4 separate regions of the Zea mays genome follow, and all the other regions are linked to region 3. Evidence: chromatin contacts called from public Hi-C data. All regions are on one chromosome and are shown on one strand. Each heading gives the region's core, a stretch centred on a gene start, on an enhancer-like site or on the middle of the called end of the contact. The rest is flanking DNA. Distances are from core to core; before and after follow the strand shown.

Region 1 (4,092 bases), core at 205-2,704, 130 kb after region 3:
TTCCTCATTTATAACTTAAAAACTTAAAAGGGGATTATTTGAAGTCGTCCGAAACACACGCGTGCGCAAGACCAGGCCAGTTTTTTTACCGCTTCTCATGTCCGTTTGCTGATTGTCTACTCCCGTAGTGTTTCAATTTTTTATCGTTAGCAACAATTGACGCAACCTTACAAACCCGTCCTAGCATAGCGCTGGACGAAATACTCGTGACTCGCTCGGTTCATGGTCAGTTCAGCTCGTTTGAAATTTTTTCACGAGTTAAGTGGACATTCTAACTCGGTTTGTTAACGAGCCAGCTCGTTAACCCGTCCTAGCATAGCGCTGGACGAAATGCTCGTGACTCGCTCGGTTCATGGTCAGTTCAGCTCGTTTGAATTTTTTTCACGAGTTAAGTGGACATCCTAACTCGATTTGTTAACGAGCCAGCTCGGTATGTTAACGAGCCAGCTTGCGAACTAAACAAGCTACCATATTTCAGGCAAACGAAACTATATGCATATCATTTACATAATAATTGATGAACATGTTATATATATGTGAGGTGTCTATGGCCTATAAATTAAATTAATGATTAATGAACTATGTCTATGTGTTAATTTGGTCTATGCAAATATAATTATGGGTTAAACTGATGAACATGTATGTGAATTGTGAATTAATGAGTGATGAATTGTGTTAATTTGGTGTTACATTGACGTGGTTTGTGAAACTATGAGTATAATTACTATTTTCTATTGTTAAATTAGTTTGAAATTAACTAAAAATAATTATTATGTACATATTATTTTTTTCTGCTCTGGCTCGCGAGCTAAACGAGCTGAGCCGGACTGACTTCGTGGCTCGTTACCTTAACGAGCCGAGCCGAGCTGGCTCGTTATCCACCCCTACCTGAGCACATCTAAATCCATCGAGTTTTGGGTTTCGGGTCATCCGTAAATTTTATACATTATACACTTTCAAACAATAATTTAGATATAAGTAATTAAACATCAACAATAATTGAGTTATATATATGGATTTTAAGCCTTCTCATGTTAATCAACAACAAAACACTTTATGAATAATTAGCCAAGTCACTTATTAAAATAATTACTATTGTATCTTAATCATCATTGCATAAAAAAATGTGTAAACCAAATTTCGGGTCTGGTGCAGATCACATACGGGTTAAAATAGAAATACACATCCACACCCGCAAAACTTCGGGTCGGGTTGCACTCGTGTGTCAAAATCTTCACTCGCAATACACCCGTGGAACATATCAACACGGACCAAAGGCTGATTTAGTCTAGTTTAAAATATTTTCGATTTATCTTTAATGTAACTGTTGAAAAAAGTGTTAAACTCTGGCTAATAATTTTTATATGCTCTTAAAAAATTAGTTTTTAGGAGTTATTTTTGAGATTATCCAAATTTTACACGATAAAATGAAGGTTCGCCTCGGAACTGGAAGCTTATCCAAACTTCTCTTACAAAAAAGGCCCAGATTTGTTGCGAAATACCACACTCCGAGGGCCTTGTGTGAGGGGGAAAATCATCCGCGCAGAGGGACAGGGCACACGCACTCCGAGGGAGCGCAGCCGAGGAGAAATAATGGCCACGGCGACGACCCTCTCTTTCAGCGGCGGCGGCGGCGGCACTACCCTGCTCCGCGGGCACGTGGCCTTGACGTCGGGGCGGTGCTGCACGTTCCCGAGCTCGCGGTGGAGGCCGCCGCGCTTGTCGGCCTCCCGCGCGGATGACTCCTCGCCGGCTCCGTTCGAGATGACGGTGGAGGACGCGCTGAAGCTGCTCGGCGTCGCAGAGGGCGCGTCGTTCGACGAAATCCTGCGCGCCAAGAACGCCGTCCTCGCCTCCTGCAAGGACGACCAGGACGCCGTCGCCCAGGTTCCCGAGACTCTCCCTCCCCCTACTCGTTATTATTCCATTCGCGCCCGCGTTTTGTTGTGCTCAGCCGCCCAGAGGAATAGAGCGTTTCTTTATTGCTTCCTTGGTACCTCCGATTGAAGTTGCTAATTTAGTACTAAGAAGTGGCCTGGATCAATCGGGAATGTCTGAAACGATGGGGGTTATTATCATATATTCTACGCAGTACTTTCCAAATGCAAAGCAAAAATTGTTTATGCACGTAATGCATATTACAGTGGAGGGGAAGGATGATGAATTTACTTATAGCTCGTTAAGTTGGTGATGGACTGGCTGTTCACTGGTTCGTGCATTTTGGATGTGCGATGCATCATGCGTGATTTCTAAAAGGCTATGCAGTGGGTTAGCTTAACCGTTGAAGAGGTATTGGTCTTTTCATATCCATGGTGGAGATGATCTCACGATCATATATGTATTGCCATATTTTGAGGTAGTAGCCTGTTCCATAGGATTGGAAAAGGGGGTATAAAAATGTTGGGAACTTTGTTTTCCTGTGTTCCTAGTGCTCGTTTTTTTTTTGTCTTGCTGTTATTTTATGACATTTATTTATAGCCTTTCTTGTTCCGATAAACTACCTCTATTTCCTTCCTGCTTTCTTCTGCAAGTTATACTCTTGATAACTACACTTGCTTGTGGCTGTTACTCAGACCCTTCTGTGATTTCTGAACTGTCTATGTCAAGACGGTTTTACAAGTAGTTGCGGCTGTTTCTCAAGTATCCAATCTCATACACTTCCCTGTTGCCATATTTGACTCCCATTTCTTTCTTTGGTTTCAGGTCGAAGCAGCCTATGACATGTTGCTTATGCAGAGCTTATCACAGCGGAGGGCTGGAAAGGTTGCTAATAACCGCATCCGCTTTGCTGATGTTAAACCTGTAAAGAGTGCAGGAGCTGGGACAGTCCCACAGTGGATGCAGGCAACCATGAAGAATGCACCCATTACATTTGAGACTCCATCTTCGAGCAGCTTGGGCATCCAGTCATGTGTTTATGGTGCACTAATGGTTTTCACCTATGCTAGTGGAAGCTCGACATCTTTGCCGTCTGCGTACAGTAGCCCTGATGTGCCAGGTTTTATCCTAGCAACAGGATTTGGTGCATCACTGTATTTTCTGGCAAAGAAAAATATGAACTTAGGTAAATTGATTGATCCACCACCTTTATCCTATAGCTATGTTATCCAGTGCTTTATGTTGGTACATTTGGCCATCTGTTTTGCAACCTATATGCCACTGTTTTTAAACCTGAACAATTCCTAATGTAGAGGCATAAGAATGTTCCTCTAAAGTTGAAGATGCAATGATTCCTAATTCATATCAACCGTGACACTGTCCGTCACATCATTCACCATTTTGCCAATACCCTAATGCAATAGTTGTGTAGCCTGTCATATACGAAACCTGTATTACCTCTTGCTTTTTGAAGCAGTTTTGTCACGGTAGTTTTCGTGCAAACTAATACAGCCTATCAACCATTTTATTTATTGGAGACATTTTGTTCTGATATAACGAAACACGGAGATTCTACCACAGCACTACTAAGAAAGGTGCCACTTAGATCCACCACTTAATTCTTGTCGGCTATAGTGGTGAATAATATTAAGTTGCATGCACTGGTCAGTTGAACCCATAAGCGATGGACTATTCACTTATACTCCAGCACTCCTCCCTCGGGCCTCAGACGAGGAATAGAAGCAATCATCAGTTATTTATTTAACTACACTAACTAGGATTTGAACTGAAGACCTTTATCTTTGATACCATATTAAGTTGTGTACAATGACTAGTTCAACCCCAAAACTTAAGGTGATAGGGAGTGGTGAGCAATTCACTCATACTCCAACAAGTAAAAGGAGATTACTCACATCAGGTTATAATTGATAAAAGGGTGCTATTTAATCATAATTCAATGCTAGTCTGTCCCATGCAGTGTCAGCCTTTTGGATAAGGTGCATGTGTTTCCCAAGATATTTTTGGGTAACCAAGTCAAACTGGCGCCATCATAGTGAGATTTAGTTGAAGGAGGTAAGGGCTCCTGATGAAAATAGAAGTTAGCTAATCTTAATTGTGTGCATAGTGTTAGCCGTCAGAAACATATACAGATATTCAGTTAAGATAGTAGAAAGTATGTGAGATTTCTGGTATGCAGAGCCACACATATCTGCA
Region 2 (4,270 bases), core at 446-2,945, 170 kb after region 3:
AAATCAATTAGCTAAAAAAAGAACTCATAGACTAGAATAGCTCGTAAAGAACTAAAATTCTTATTCCGCACATCTAGTGTCGAATGTGGCCAAGTCTAGAAACAAGTTTGATAACATTATACGGTATTTTTTCACTATATAATATTGATGAATTGGTCGATACTTTTATGTTGTAATCCTGGCGCTCCTCCTCTGTCTTTAGTCCGTGACAACATCGATGATTTAGCCCTAGTGGACGATCGAATTTGACGTTAATAATCTTATAAATTATCCATAGTTTATATAGTTAATTTATGTTTATTTTTTTAATTGATATGTGAAATTTAGACTAGAGTTTAGTATATGCGAATATGCGATCAGTGTGGGGGAGTCGAATACCAGGCGAGTAGCAACCTGCACCTGCCGGCGGTCTTCCGTCTTCCTCTCTGTCGTGTACGCGTTGACGATAAAAGTAGGTGGTGCTGGCCGTGCATCGCACGGCGTGTCACGTGGCCCTGTTTATTTGAGTTTTTTTTAGCTTCGTACCAGCAAAAGCTGCTGTATACTTTCAAACGCTCTAGTTTTTTTTGTTAGTTTTTATAAAAATCATTCAAATTTAACATAAAAACAAAATCGATCGAGTCCTCACGACAGCAATCCCTCGCTTTCTAGATCTTATGCACGTAATCTCCTTGATATTTAGATTCTATTCACATCCAGATTCTCTCCAAAACTAGATTTTCAGAAAATCTAGTTAGAAAAAAACCGAAACAAACAATTTCTACTCTACTCACCAGTACAACTCACGTAAGCGCCGAGATCTGCTGACAGCGCTTGATAGTTTCATGCCTGGTATTCTCAGTTCACAACTTCACATACTCCACCGGGTCACAGTCATAGCCTGTGACAGGGACGGCGCCACCGCCACGTGACCACTTCACTGCATGCCTCTGCCCTAGAGATGGCAATGGGTACCCGAAACCCGAAACCCGATGGGTTTTTACCCCATTAGGGTACGGGTTTGGACCAATTTTCATACCCGTGGGTTTGTTAATGGGCATAAATCTGTACCCAGCGGGTTTATGGGTACGGGTTTGTTCCTATAATACCCAAACCTGTGAACCCGTGGGTTTTTTAAACCCGACCAAACCTAGTGCATATTGTCATTTTATTTTATAAACGAACAACAAACTTGTTATTCCTTATTTGCTTCATAATTTTTAACAATTGGTGAATGTATCAGTAATCGGTGAGAGTGTTGCTTGCTTGCTATTATAGTTTTTACTAGCGTTATATATGTGGTGGATGGATAACTTAGTGCAAGGTCACTTAATTATACAACTTATTATTTGTATTTCATTCCCTCTACTAATAATTTTTATACCAAATCATGAACTCGTTGTTCATTACATAGATTTTGGATCATGATATCATTAATCATTATGATACTTATTGATTATGAGAAGATAATTATATTGGAGATGAAACCCGCGGGTAACCCATGGGTACCCGTTAACCCGATGGGTACGGGTTTGGGCAAAATCTCAAACCCGTCACGGGTACGGGTTTTTTAATGGGCATAGATATTTTTCACGGGTACGGGTTTGGGACGGCAAAACCCAGCGGGTTTGTACCCGTTGCCATCTCTACTCTGCCCCAGGTGATCTCGTGTGGACGGGCCGGCCCGGGAAGTCAATGGCCTGTAGCCCAACAGTGCGGCGCGGCCTGCAGGCAGCACCATTCGTCCGCGTCACAGGCGTAGGCGCGTAGCAGATGGTTTCAGTACTGGAGTTCTCATTTGAGTTGCTTTCGTGAAAAAAAGACTGTTTTAAACGGAGATTGGTCAGCGATAGAGATGGTAATGGGTATCCAAAACCCGAATATTCGACAGGTTTTATCCGACATAAAAGTAGATATGTGATGATTTCTTTACTTACAGGTATATTAATGGATAAGAACTTCTATTCGCTGGGTAGATGGGTATAAGTACGGGTTAGTACTACTCGGACCCGCCTACCTATGGATAAAATATATTTACATCAATATCTCTATAACTATCTAATAGAGTACATGTTAGCTAAAATAAAACCCTTATCTAGTTATTATTTATCTAGCTACCAATTTATGTAATCATATGATTTGTCACATGTGAAGTTGAACTTTTTTGTACGCTTATTTAATATTTTGAGTGATTGGTATATTGGAATTTAAGATTTTGTTGGTGGGTACGGGTTACCCAACGAGTACATGGATAAGATTTTATACGTATAAAGCTATGAGTATATATGGATAATCCGACAAATATAATTTTTTTAATAAGTACGGATATAGATATGTATCAGATGCCATCCCTAGTCAGCGATCCGCAGACTGCAGTCATGTCGAAGTACCGAGTGGCCGGCCTGCAGATGTTGGCTGGGCTACTGGAGATTTCAGATTGGTAAGAAGTCAAGAACATATGTATGCCGTCTCACGTGTCTGGGCTGAGCCTGCATAAACATGGGCCGCAGCTTTGATCGTGAGCCGGAAAGTTCCAGGTCCAACGACAATTTTGTGGAGCTACACGCTGCCCGATATTTTTATAGCTTACTTTTTTAAAGGATTTACATTTATACCCCCTAAACATCATAAAACCGATAAACCCTTATTTGGGTCCACGGTCAACACTGAGAGTTTGCTTGGTTCAACCGTGGAATCTTGAAAATCGGATTATAACGCTAAGTTGCGAGAAAATTGACGTGAGTTGTGAGAAAGTTAAAATCTGTTTAGTTGAAACTGTCAACTATAGATTATACTAGAGCACGATAGCTTAGTAATATAGATGACATAAATATAGAAAATCTAGGGAAATATAGAAAATCTAGGGTAAGATGCGACTTTGAATCGAACTAGAGAAAATCTATAGACTTTTAGAAATCTATTCTACCGATTCATAAAGCTGAACAAAACACACATTGAGCGTCGTGGCTTCATTCCCATGTTCGAGAAAGTCTCTTACGTCCAATGTGGTGCTGAACAAGATGGAGCGTTGGACTCTCGTGCTTGTGTGAGAGGAATACTGAGAGCACCTAGAGTGGGGTTGAATAGGTGATCCTGCAAAAAAATAGCTTAAAGCAACACAAACTTGGTCTAATGATTAAGGTAAAGCAAATTAAAACCAAGTTTAGATGAGAATAAGAGAAAACAATTCCCTTCACTTGATTGCTCTTTCAAGATATGAAAGATTCTAAGAGCAATAATACAAGTGAATAAATAGAACTAGGAAGAAGGGAAAATCGCGATAAAGTAAATGACACAAGAGACAATGATTTTTATCTCGTGGTTCGCCCAAAGCCCACCTCCACGTTGCGGTGTCCTCCTTTGAACAACCCTCTCAAGTGATCTAACGATCAAACTTGAGTGCCACTGTTTCTTCCTTATATCAGTATTCTCCTTTGAGAGGAATCTCCACAATTTGGAGTGTCTCACAGCCTTACAAAATGATCACAATCACAAACTAGAATAGGGAAGGGAGAAATAATATGCACACAAAAGCACAACGCATCAACACACGCAAAAAAAGAAATGAGCGCAAGAACATAGTGTCACAATTACAACACAAAACTAGCGATCGGATCTCACTAAAAACACTATAAGACGTGATCGCATAGTTTCAGAGTGTTGGTTTGCTCTTGAGATGCTTGGGTACTGGTTATTGGCGCATAGGGGTCCTTTTATAGCCCTAAGAGAAGCCCAAAAAAAATCCTGCCTACGGGCGCACTAGGCCGGGTCCTGTAGCCCAGTGTCCGAGATCCTGATTGGCCACCTTTCATAGATGACAGACACCAGATCGGTCCGGTGTGCCACCAGACTGTCCAGTGACGTCAGCTATCCATTGACAGCCATAAAGCCGTTGGAGAGGTGGTCCGGTGCCTCGGGCCGTCACTATTCACGTTCCGGTGAGTCTTAAAGAAAAATCCAGAGCGCACTATTCCTCTGGGTGGCACGGACCAAGTCTGGTGCTCCCCGGACCAGACCAAGCCTATCTTCTCCAAACTTTTTAGCTTTCTTTGAGGGGTTCCCTGCAACTTATACCAACATAGTTAGCACTAAATCTAATTTACTAAGTGTAGAAAACGTATCTTTTCTCATCGTTTTCACCGGGGTTTGGAATATGCACAAAACTAAGACCGTGTCGAGTAGTTCACTTATATGGTCACCCAAAACAATGTTTTGCACTGTAGACTGAATTGTTCACAGAGTGGCGTTTGAATATGGGTATAGGGAAGGGTAAGCTGCTGGAGATAGCCTA
Region 3 (3,996 bases), core at 1,462-3,961:
GTATAAAATTACATGCATCCCTAAGCAAAAAGCATAGACTTGAGGAGCTTACAGTAGTAAGGAAGCTGAGAAATCGGACTTGTTGTATCCAATTCCTGAGTTGTACTTAGTAACAGCAGCTGAAGTACTGTCAAACCCAACCTCAGCACCAATGCTAAGTTCACTTGTGCCGACAGTTGCAGCCAGTTCAACCAAAGGTGCTGATGTCAAACCAATGGTCGAGTTCAATGAAAAACGATTGTGCGCATATTGCAGATCAAGCTGCCAGCAAAAAAAAAGAGAGAGAGATAGAGAAATAAGTACTAGCAAACAAAAAATATATTTCAATGAAAATTGGTGGGTTGAAATTTAGGTAATAAGCCATTGATGTAATTGATAGACACAGTATGCAAGTAAAATACAGCTCAGTTAAGACTTGCTGCACATATTGCACCGTCATTTTCTGTATTCAGCAAAGCTAATGTTTACTCCTTCAATTCCAAAAATACTAACCTTCCCAGACTTGTGATCGGGAACCTTGAAGGCGAATGAAGTCTTCAAACCAGTTAGTGCTTCATCAACAGTGACTGTGGTTGACACCTGCAACCAAGCGCAATCCAGTAAGAAGAACAAATATGCAGGATGTCCAATGCTAATACGAGAAGAGCCATAACTAAAGCAAAAGCAAATATGAAGCAGAAAATTATTGTGGATGCACAAATGCAGCTAATAAAAACAATATATCAATCCTCATCTGTCTAAAACTCACATTCCAAAATCCACGTGTTCTTTAGGTCCGCAAACCTTAGCCTAAAAATGGAAGGAGGCCCTATTAAATACATAGGAATCACCAGATGCTTACCACTAGGCACTAGCTACACTTAACACTATATCCTACCCAAGGAATTTATTAGCCGTATATGTCTGCTGCTTACCATTAAATACATAGGAATCACCAGATGCTTACCACTAGGCACTAGGTACACTTAACACTATATCCTACCCAAGGAATTTATTAGCCGTGTATGTCTGCTGCTTACTATAATCAATGCATGTATCCCTAGGATATAAGGTAAGGAACTTAATATTTCTTATGCCAAGATATATTTACATCTCATGCAGGATACTTAGTTATAGCAGTGCCAGCCCTGATCAAGAAAACAAATAACCTATCCTACCAGGCTCGCAAAAAAAAAAACTTACAGATGCAGAAAAGCAAAGTTTAAATGAAACTTACTTTAGAATCACTATCAACGGTGACATCAATAGTAGTTCTACTGCTTTTATGTTGTGTCCGTATATCACCAATGAAGTCTTCGTTGATCTTTACACCAGTGGCTGTGAGATTCTATGAGAAAAGGTGCATGTTATCAGAAAAATAAATTCAAAGAGTTTCTGCAAGGAGCTAAAACAACAGGTGTGAGCATCTTACCAAACCAGAGCCGCTAGACGTCGACAAAGAAAACTTTTGGTCAAAGTTGTAGTCCTTGTACAGAAGATCTATAAGTACAGGAAGTATTAATACATGAAGTTTGCTAGCACAGAAATCTGACAAAAAATGTATGTGTACTTGTCATACCACATACCAAAACAGATAAAGTACTTCACAACTATTCCCGACAGATATGAAATAACTGCCATTCTATAGAGTATAGAATGTTCAGTGATAGACAGAGACAGAGCTCTCACAAGATTGAGTTTATGTTTATATGTCCATGTCTTATCCATCACAGGATACTGCGCCAAAATAACGTGTGGTTTCTCTATGAATGTACAAAATAAATTAAGAGAATGACTTGAAAAGAACTAAGTATTAGGCATCTAGTGATGATTATATAGGTTTCTACTACCAGGAGAATCATTCAGTGCATTCTTATACCCAACCAGAACATCACAAGTTATCAATAGTACACTAGACATCGTTTGAAAAGTGAATAGAATGGCAGGATGTGCGCCGCTTGAAAACTAAGGCCCGTAAAGACTGTTGAGAAGAAGGTTCTTGCCTTTTGCTCTCTTCCCGATGTTGGCAAACGGAACTGGGCCTTTGCTCATCCTTACCAACGGCAGCAATCCTCCAGTGACCAATCTGTCAGAAAAAAACAACAGGTGCATGTTAATACCATAAACAATCAACATAGTCAGAGGCAGCATAGCGAGCTGTCTAGAGCCTGAACCAATCATCCAGCACGATTCCTCAAAGCTAGCATCGCGACACACAACCAATTGATCTTTGCTCGGAAGGACCAGTACTTTTCAGTTAGAACAACATCTATCATTACTAGAGACGGACAAAGGTAGAGTGGGTTTAGCTGAATTAGAAGCTCTCCAAAATTTCTGGAAAACACTCTGCGGCTGCGGCCGCACCTAAATCTGGTGGTAACAAGTGCTACGGCGCCAACCAGGGGCGGAACCAATAGAGGACATGGGTGTACGCATGTAATCGAGGTTGGTAGGCATGATACATACGTGTATACACTTTGCTCAGATCCGACCCGGATACATACAGATAGCCAAATAGCTTAAATCAGCTTTGCAGTTTGCATAGAGGAAGGAGACGAGAAGGGGGCGGGCATACATGGTGGGGGTGCGGTGGGCGCTCGTCGCCGGCAAAGCGCAACCCGGGCGGCTGGGCGAAGGGCGGCGGCGGTCACCCTAGGTGGGTGGCGCACGCGAGGTGAACGGGGGAAGAAAAGAGAGCAAACAGGTGTGAACATAGGAGACCGATCACCGATTCTTCGGGAGCTGTTGACACCTAGCTTCTGCGCGCTCGCTACTTGGGCCGATTTCTCTTTCTCTTGGGAGAGCGGCCCATGAAACCGATTGTTTGGTTAATTTCTTTCTCCGTTTCCTTTATACTGGTTATTTCCTCTACGCTTTCTATATAATAGATCTTACTTAATAAGATATTTATTCAAATACTATTATATTATATTTTAAAAATATTAGTATATGTTTATATTTTTTAATACCTGTTCTTTATATAACACAAACATACATGTTGCAGTGATAAAAGCCAAGGGCTTTATATCAAGCGAACAAGTTCGGATCATCCACACCCTAGAGAAACGCTTCCTAGAGAAGACGACCCATGAAGAAACTCACACTTAAATATAGTAAAGATCTTTATATAACACAAGCAGACATGAGTTATAGTGGTAGAAGACAAACGCTTTACACCGAGTAAAGTTTGAATCCTCCACACCCAAATTTTTTTGATATTTTCTATGTTGGACGGGAAATTTACTCCCTCGATGCGCATACGACGCACAAAGGAACTCACACTTAAATACGTTGTGCCGGACAAGGAGACGCACAAAGAAACCCACATTTAACTATAGTAGATATATATCTTTTATCTGTCATTTATCATTTTCCTGTGCTGGAAAAAAAAACTATACAAATTATGCATATCAGACACAGACTTATTCCGTTGCAACCGCTCACATTTACCAGCCGTAAAACAGAAGTTATAAGTAATTGATACTATTTCTTATAACTTCTATCTATGCAGCTCTGCAGCTGCAGCTGGTAAATGTGAGGGGGCAGAGGAGCCGTAGAGGAATAAGTTTGCATGTTGAATTTTCCCCCCATAGCAGCTACGGCAAGAGCCATGCACTCTCCCACCAAATATACAACTCCCAGAAAGGATGATCAGTTCATTACCCCAAGTTCTTGTGATCATGTTAATTAGACCACTCAGTGAACTCACTATATTATTCCCATGTGGTAACCTATACGGCACACACATCCTCTCCTGAAACACTCCGGACCTGTTAGCATACTTTACTTTGCCATGTGTATGAACTTCCTTTCTTCAGTTTAGCTTGCACCAGCTTCCCGTATGTGAGCGGGATAGCATTTGGCTCTAAGTATGGCACACAAGGAAACAGTGTCACTTAAAAGCCTCCAAACCTGCTGTGCTAACAGAGCCAAACTGAAACTCTGCATATCTAAAATACCACCCCTCTCTTTTGGAATATCTTCCACCACGCCTGGCAATGCATCTTCTTATCCTCA
Region 4 (3,859 bases), core at 1,243-3,742, 200 kb after region 3:
TGCCAGGCTTCGTGACTGTTTCTTTGTTTTGATTTTGGCAGCGGGTTGCAGAAATATCTTGACCAGCTTGGCTTCAATATTGTTGGCTATGGTTGCACAACCTGCATTGGAAATTCCGGGGAGCTTGATGAATCCGTATCTGCTGCAATTACTGAGAATGGTAATTTCTAACTTTATTGGATGGTTCAAGTGTAAAGTTATGAAATAGATCACATTGCTTATCTTTCCTCTTCTTTGTTTAGATATTGTTTCTGCTGCTGTATTGTCCGGAAACAGGAATTTTGAAGGACGTGTGCATCCCTTAACTAGAGCAAATTACCTTGCTTCCCCTCCATTAGTTGTTGCTTATGCCTTGGCTGGCACGGTATGTTGCCTTCAATTGTCCTTTATTTAGTTTTAGTAGAATAAAAATGTTGATTTACTGAATCTTGCTCACTGTTGTTTTGACTATCCTACACATTTTTAAATAAAATGCTGTTATAATACAATAACAAATACAACTTGTGTAGTTGAAACAGACAAACCAATGGAACTTTAAAGCTGTATATGCATCTACTATTTTTATGCTCTAATATTTCATCATCATGTAGATAGTTTGTCTTTTTTGTTTCATCAACAAAATATTTTACTTTCCAAGTCAAAGTTTGAACTTGTTTTCTTGTTTTCATTTGCTGGTAAATTGCGACTTCTGCTTAGGTTAATATTGATTTTGAGAAAGAACCTATTGGAATCTCGAAAGATGGGAAAGAGGTTTACTTCCGGGATGTTTGGCCATCAACAGAAGAGATAGCCGAGGTCAGCACCCAGCACTGTATATTGGACTATGTTTCCTTTCACTTGTGATGTAAAACCTTTTATAGTCAGAATGGGCTTTATGATTGTGCTTTTAATTCTGTCAGGTTGTCAAGTCAAGTGTGCTTCCTGACATGTTCAAGAGCACATATGAGTCCATCACCCAAGGAAATCCTATGTGGAATGAGCTGCCAGTCTCAACAAGCACTCTCTATCCCTGGGATCCATCATCTACATACATCCATGAGCCTCCTTACTTCAAGGATATGACAATGACTCCTCCTGGCCCGCGACCAGTGAAGGATGCATATTGCCTTCTGAACTTTGGTGACAGTATCACAACTGACCACATCTCGCCTGCCGGAAACATTCACCCAGACAGCGCAGCTGCAACATATCTGAAGGAGCGTGGTGTTGAAAGGAAGGACTTCAACTCATATGGTAGCCGAAGAGGAAATGATGAGATCATGGCTAGGGGAACCTTTGCCAACATTCGTCTCGTGAATAAGTTCTTGAAGGGTGAGGTTGGACCCAAGACAATCCATGTTCCATCTGGGGATAAGCTTTCAGTTTTTGATGCTGCTATGGTATATAATTCTAGCTCATATTTTCTACTTCAGTGATACAAGCTACATCTATGTGACATCTAAATTTCCATCCCCTCCAATTTCGTTTTGGTGCTTGCCATAGAAATACAAGAATGAAGGGCATGATACTATTATCCTGGCTGGTGCCGAGTACGGGAGTGGTAGCTCTCGGGATTGGGCTGCAAAGGGCCCAATGCTTCAGGTAACGATGCTTCCACAATAGTTTCTTGAGCCTAAACTAACCTTCTGAGTCTCACTAATGGCTAACGGGATTACTTTCACTTGATTACAGGGAGTGAAGGCTGTGATAGCAAAGAGCTTTGAGAGGATTCACCGCAGCAATCTTGCTGGCATGGGAATCATCCCTCTATGCTTCAAAGCAGGGGAGGATGCAGACACCCTGGGCCTAACCGGCCATGAGCGCTACACGGTCCACCTTCCAACCAATGTGAGTGAGATAAAGCCTGGCCAAGATGTTACCGTGACAACTGATAATGGGAAGTCGTTCACTTGCACACTCAGATTCGACACTGAGGTACCGTATGCTTGTTCTTTTCCATGCATTACTCGCTGATGCTGCTTATGTGTATCCTGGTTATTGATGTTTCCGTTACTGATCACCTCCAGGTGGAGCTTGCTTACTACGACCATGGTGGCATTCTACCATATGTCATCAGAAAGATTGCGGAACAGTAGATTGAGATGATTGCGATGCGGTGAATCGTAATTGGTGTAAACGACCCATTTTTGAGTACTTATAATAACCTCTGAGTTTCTCAGAGTGAGCTGTCTGAACTTTTAGTAACCTTTTGCTTTCTTTAAGACACTGTTAATAATATGTTAACTCCTGCAATATCTGAATATACATTTGGCAGATGATTCCCTATGTTGTAAATGACACTAGTTCATAACACTGACGCAGTTCAAAGCGGTTCTTGTTATCTGGTGGTACTCAAATTAGTACTGCAAACAATCGATTAGCTGATTTTATTTTGAGTTTTGTATTACGAACCTTTTTGACTGGTGAAACGGTTATTCCATTTGCTTCAAGCGATTTGGAAATGATTGTTACAGAAAGCTGTTTGTTACAGTGAGTGTATTTTGCCTCTTACCAGCTAACGTTTCACTTTCACGAGCGACTGGCAATGACCCTGAAGCAATGACAGGATACATAAGCAGCTTCAGCAGGCCAAGGCAACTGATGCGAGGTCGGTACGTGATTTTGGGAGTGGCTCCATGATGGGCAAAAGCAAACGATGCGTAGAGAACCCTTTCAGCGGCTGAAATATACTTGATGGACTAAATTACTTGGTTCGGCATTTAACATTGTAAAACTTTTCAAAATCTAGATATAAATCTTCTATCTTAAATTCACACGTTACGAGAGAGAAAAAAAGATTTCATCGGTGTCCATGGTCTGTTTCTATATTGCAACCTATACCATGCAATTTATTTGTATATAAATTATGATTATCAAAATATATTTCAATTGCAAGGATCTCTAAATGGCACTCAAAAGCAAAAGGCCTTCCAACCAAGACAAGGACTCAGTGCTAGATTGGTGGACACCAAGCAAACTCTGACGAACATGTCCGACGCCAGTCTTGCAGCATGACTAGGACTCTCCGGATCAGTCGTCGCAATGGCAAGTGGTGCCTAGCCCCATCCACAATATAAGCACCATGCAATGATAATGAATACAAACTATATTCATATGTTATTGAATGAATACAGATTTAGTCTAAAACGAATTATATTTTAGAAAGGATTATACAAACTAACTGCTATCAGCTGGGCCTAAGGATGCCCCCGTCTTTTATATACAACCTGTTGCAGTTGACCAAGCTTGACCATGGGTTAGTAGACAAAAAATAGAAAGAGGTACAACACTAGGTAGAGCCTCAGTGCTAGATTGGTGGTCGCCAACCAAACTCTGACTGGCAAAGATATCCAACGCCAGTCTTGCTCTTGCAGCATGACTAAAACAGGAAAAAGCCTGACATTCCCTCTTCGGGTCAGTCGTCGCAATGGCAACTCCATCCGATCCAGAATATAATAAGCACCATGCATTGTCTGCAAAGAAACATATAATCAGCATCACTATGATGATGCTCATCTTCCACATGCTCGCCTTCTCCCTAATTTGCCTCGCCAAAAACGCAGCCCATGGAGATGCATCAGCACACGCCCTCCACTCCTCCGACGAGCTCGCGCTCATGTCGTTCAAGTCCCTCGTGGGGAGCGACCATACGAGAGCCCTAGCCTCGTGGGGCAACATGTCCATTCCCATGTGCCGGTGGCGCGGCGTGGCGTGCGGCTTGAGGGGACATCGCCGGGGCCATGTGGTGGCACTGGACCTCCCCGAGCTCAACTTGCTTGGCACCATCACCCCCGCGCTAGGAAACCTCACTTACCTGAGGCGGCTCGACCTTTCATCTAATGGCTTCCATGGAATCCTGCCTCCGGAGCTCGGTAACATC

The links. Hi-C and Micro-C count contacts between places; a contact is called where the count stands out from the background.
Region 1: a Hi-C map of ear shows a contact between it and region 3, with 6 times the contacts expected there. The contact joins the promoter of LOC100193375 here to the promoter of LOC100282722 in region 3. A contact is called at or near these places in 19 of 25 Hi-C or Micro-C datasets (bundle sheath, ear, endosperm and 5 more) and 1 of 3 datasets of contacts at active chromatin or transcription factors (seedling).
Region 2: a contact with region 3 is called in a Hi-C map of leaf, with 4 times the contacts expected there. The contact joins the enhancer-like site here to the promoter of LOC100282722 in region 3. A contact is called at or near these places in 3 of 25 Hi-C or Micro-C datasets (ear, leaf and tassel) and 1 of 3 datasets of contacts at active chromatin or transcription factors (leaf).
Region 4: a Hi-C map of tassel shows a contact between it and region 3, with 2.5 times the contacts expected there. The contact joins the promoter of LOC103639550 here to the promoter of LOC100282722 in region 3. A contact is called at or near these places in 4 of 25 Hi-C or Micro-C datasets (ear, leaf and tassel).

What each region holds. Positions count from the first base shown.
Region 1 is chr9:158,234,825-158,238,916 of Zm-B73-REFERENCE-NAM-5.0, reverse strand. It overlaps LOC100193375, which reads left to right and starts at 1,454. Exons shown (of 3, transcript NM_001138505.3): 1 at 1,454-1,887; 2 at 2,704-3,064. The coding sequence starts at 1,594.
Region 2 is chr9:158,198,631-158,202,900 of Zm-B73-REFERENCE-NAM-5.0, reverse strand. No RefSeq gene overlaps it. Among protein-coding and RNA genes, the nearest start is that of LOC100304315, 23 kb to the right of the region's middle. Within about 2 kb of position 1,695, at least 18 of the 20 cell types and tissues checked have an H3K27ac peak or open chromatin away from gene starts, as enhancers often do. A contact at or near this core is called in ear, leaf and tassel, where this site is marked.
Region 3 is chr9:158,365,251-158,369,246 of Zm-B73-REFERENCE-NAM-5.0, reverse strand. It overlaps LOC100282722 (outer mitochondrial membrane protein porin), which reads right to left and starts at 2,711. Exons shown (of 7, transcript NM_001155629.2): 1 at 2,555-2,711; 2 at 1,983-2,065; 3 at 1,412-1,479; 4 at 1,217-1,327; 5 at 493-579; 6 at 53-261. The coding sequence starts at 2,031.
Region 4 is chr9:158,168,120-158,171,978 of Zm-B73-REFERENCE-NAM-5.0, reverse strand. It overlaps LOC103639550 (receptor kinase-like protein Xa21), which reads left to right and starts at 2,492. Exons shown (of 2, transcript XM_008662290.4): 1 at 2,492-3,859. The coding sequence starts at 3,407. It overlaps LOC100304315 (aconitase3), which reads left to right. Exons shown (of 20, transcript NM_001361406.1): 14 at 42-160; 15 at 243-364; 16 at 697-795; 17 at 900-1,379; 18 at 1,483-1,581; 19 at 1,672-1,914; 20 at 2,007-2,179. The coding sequence ends at 2,075.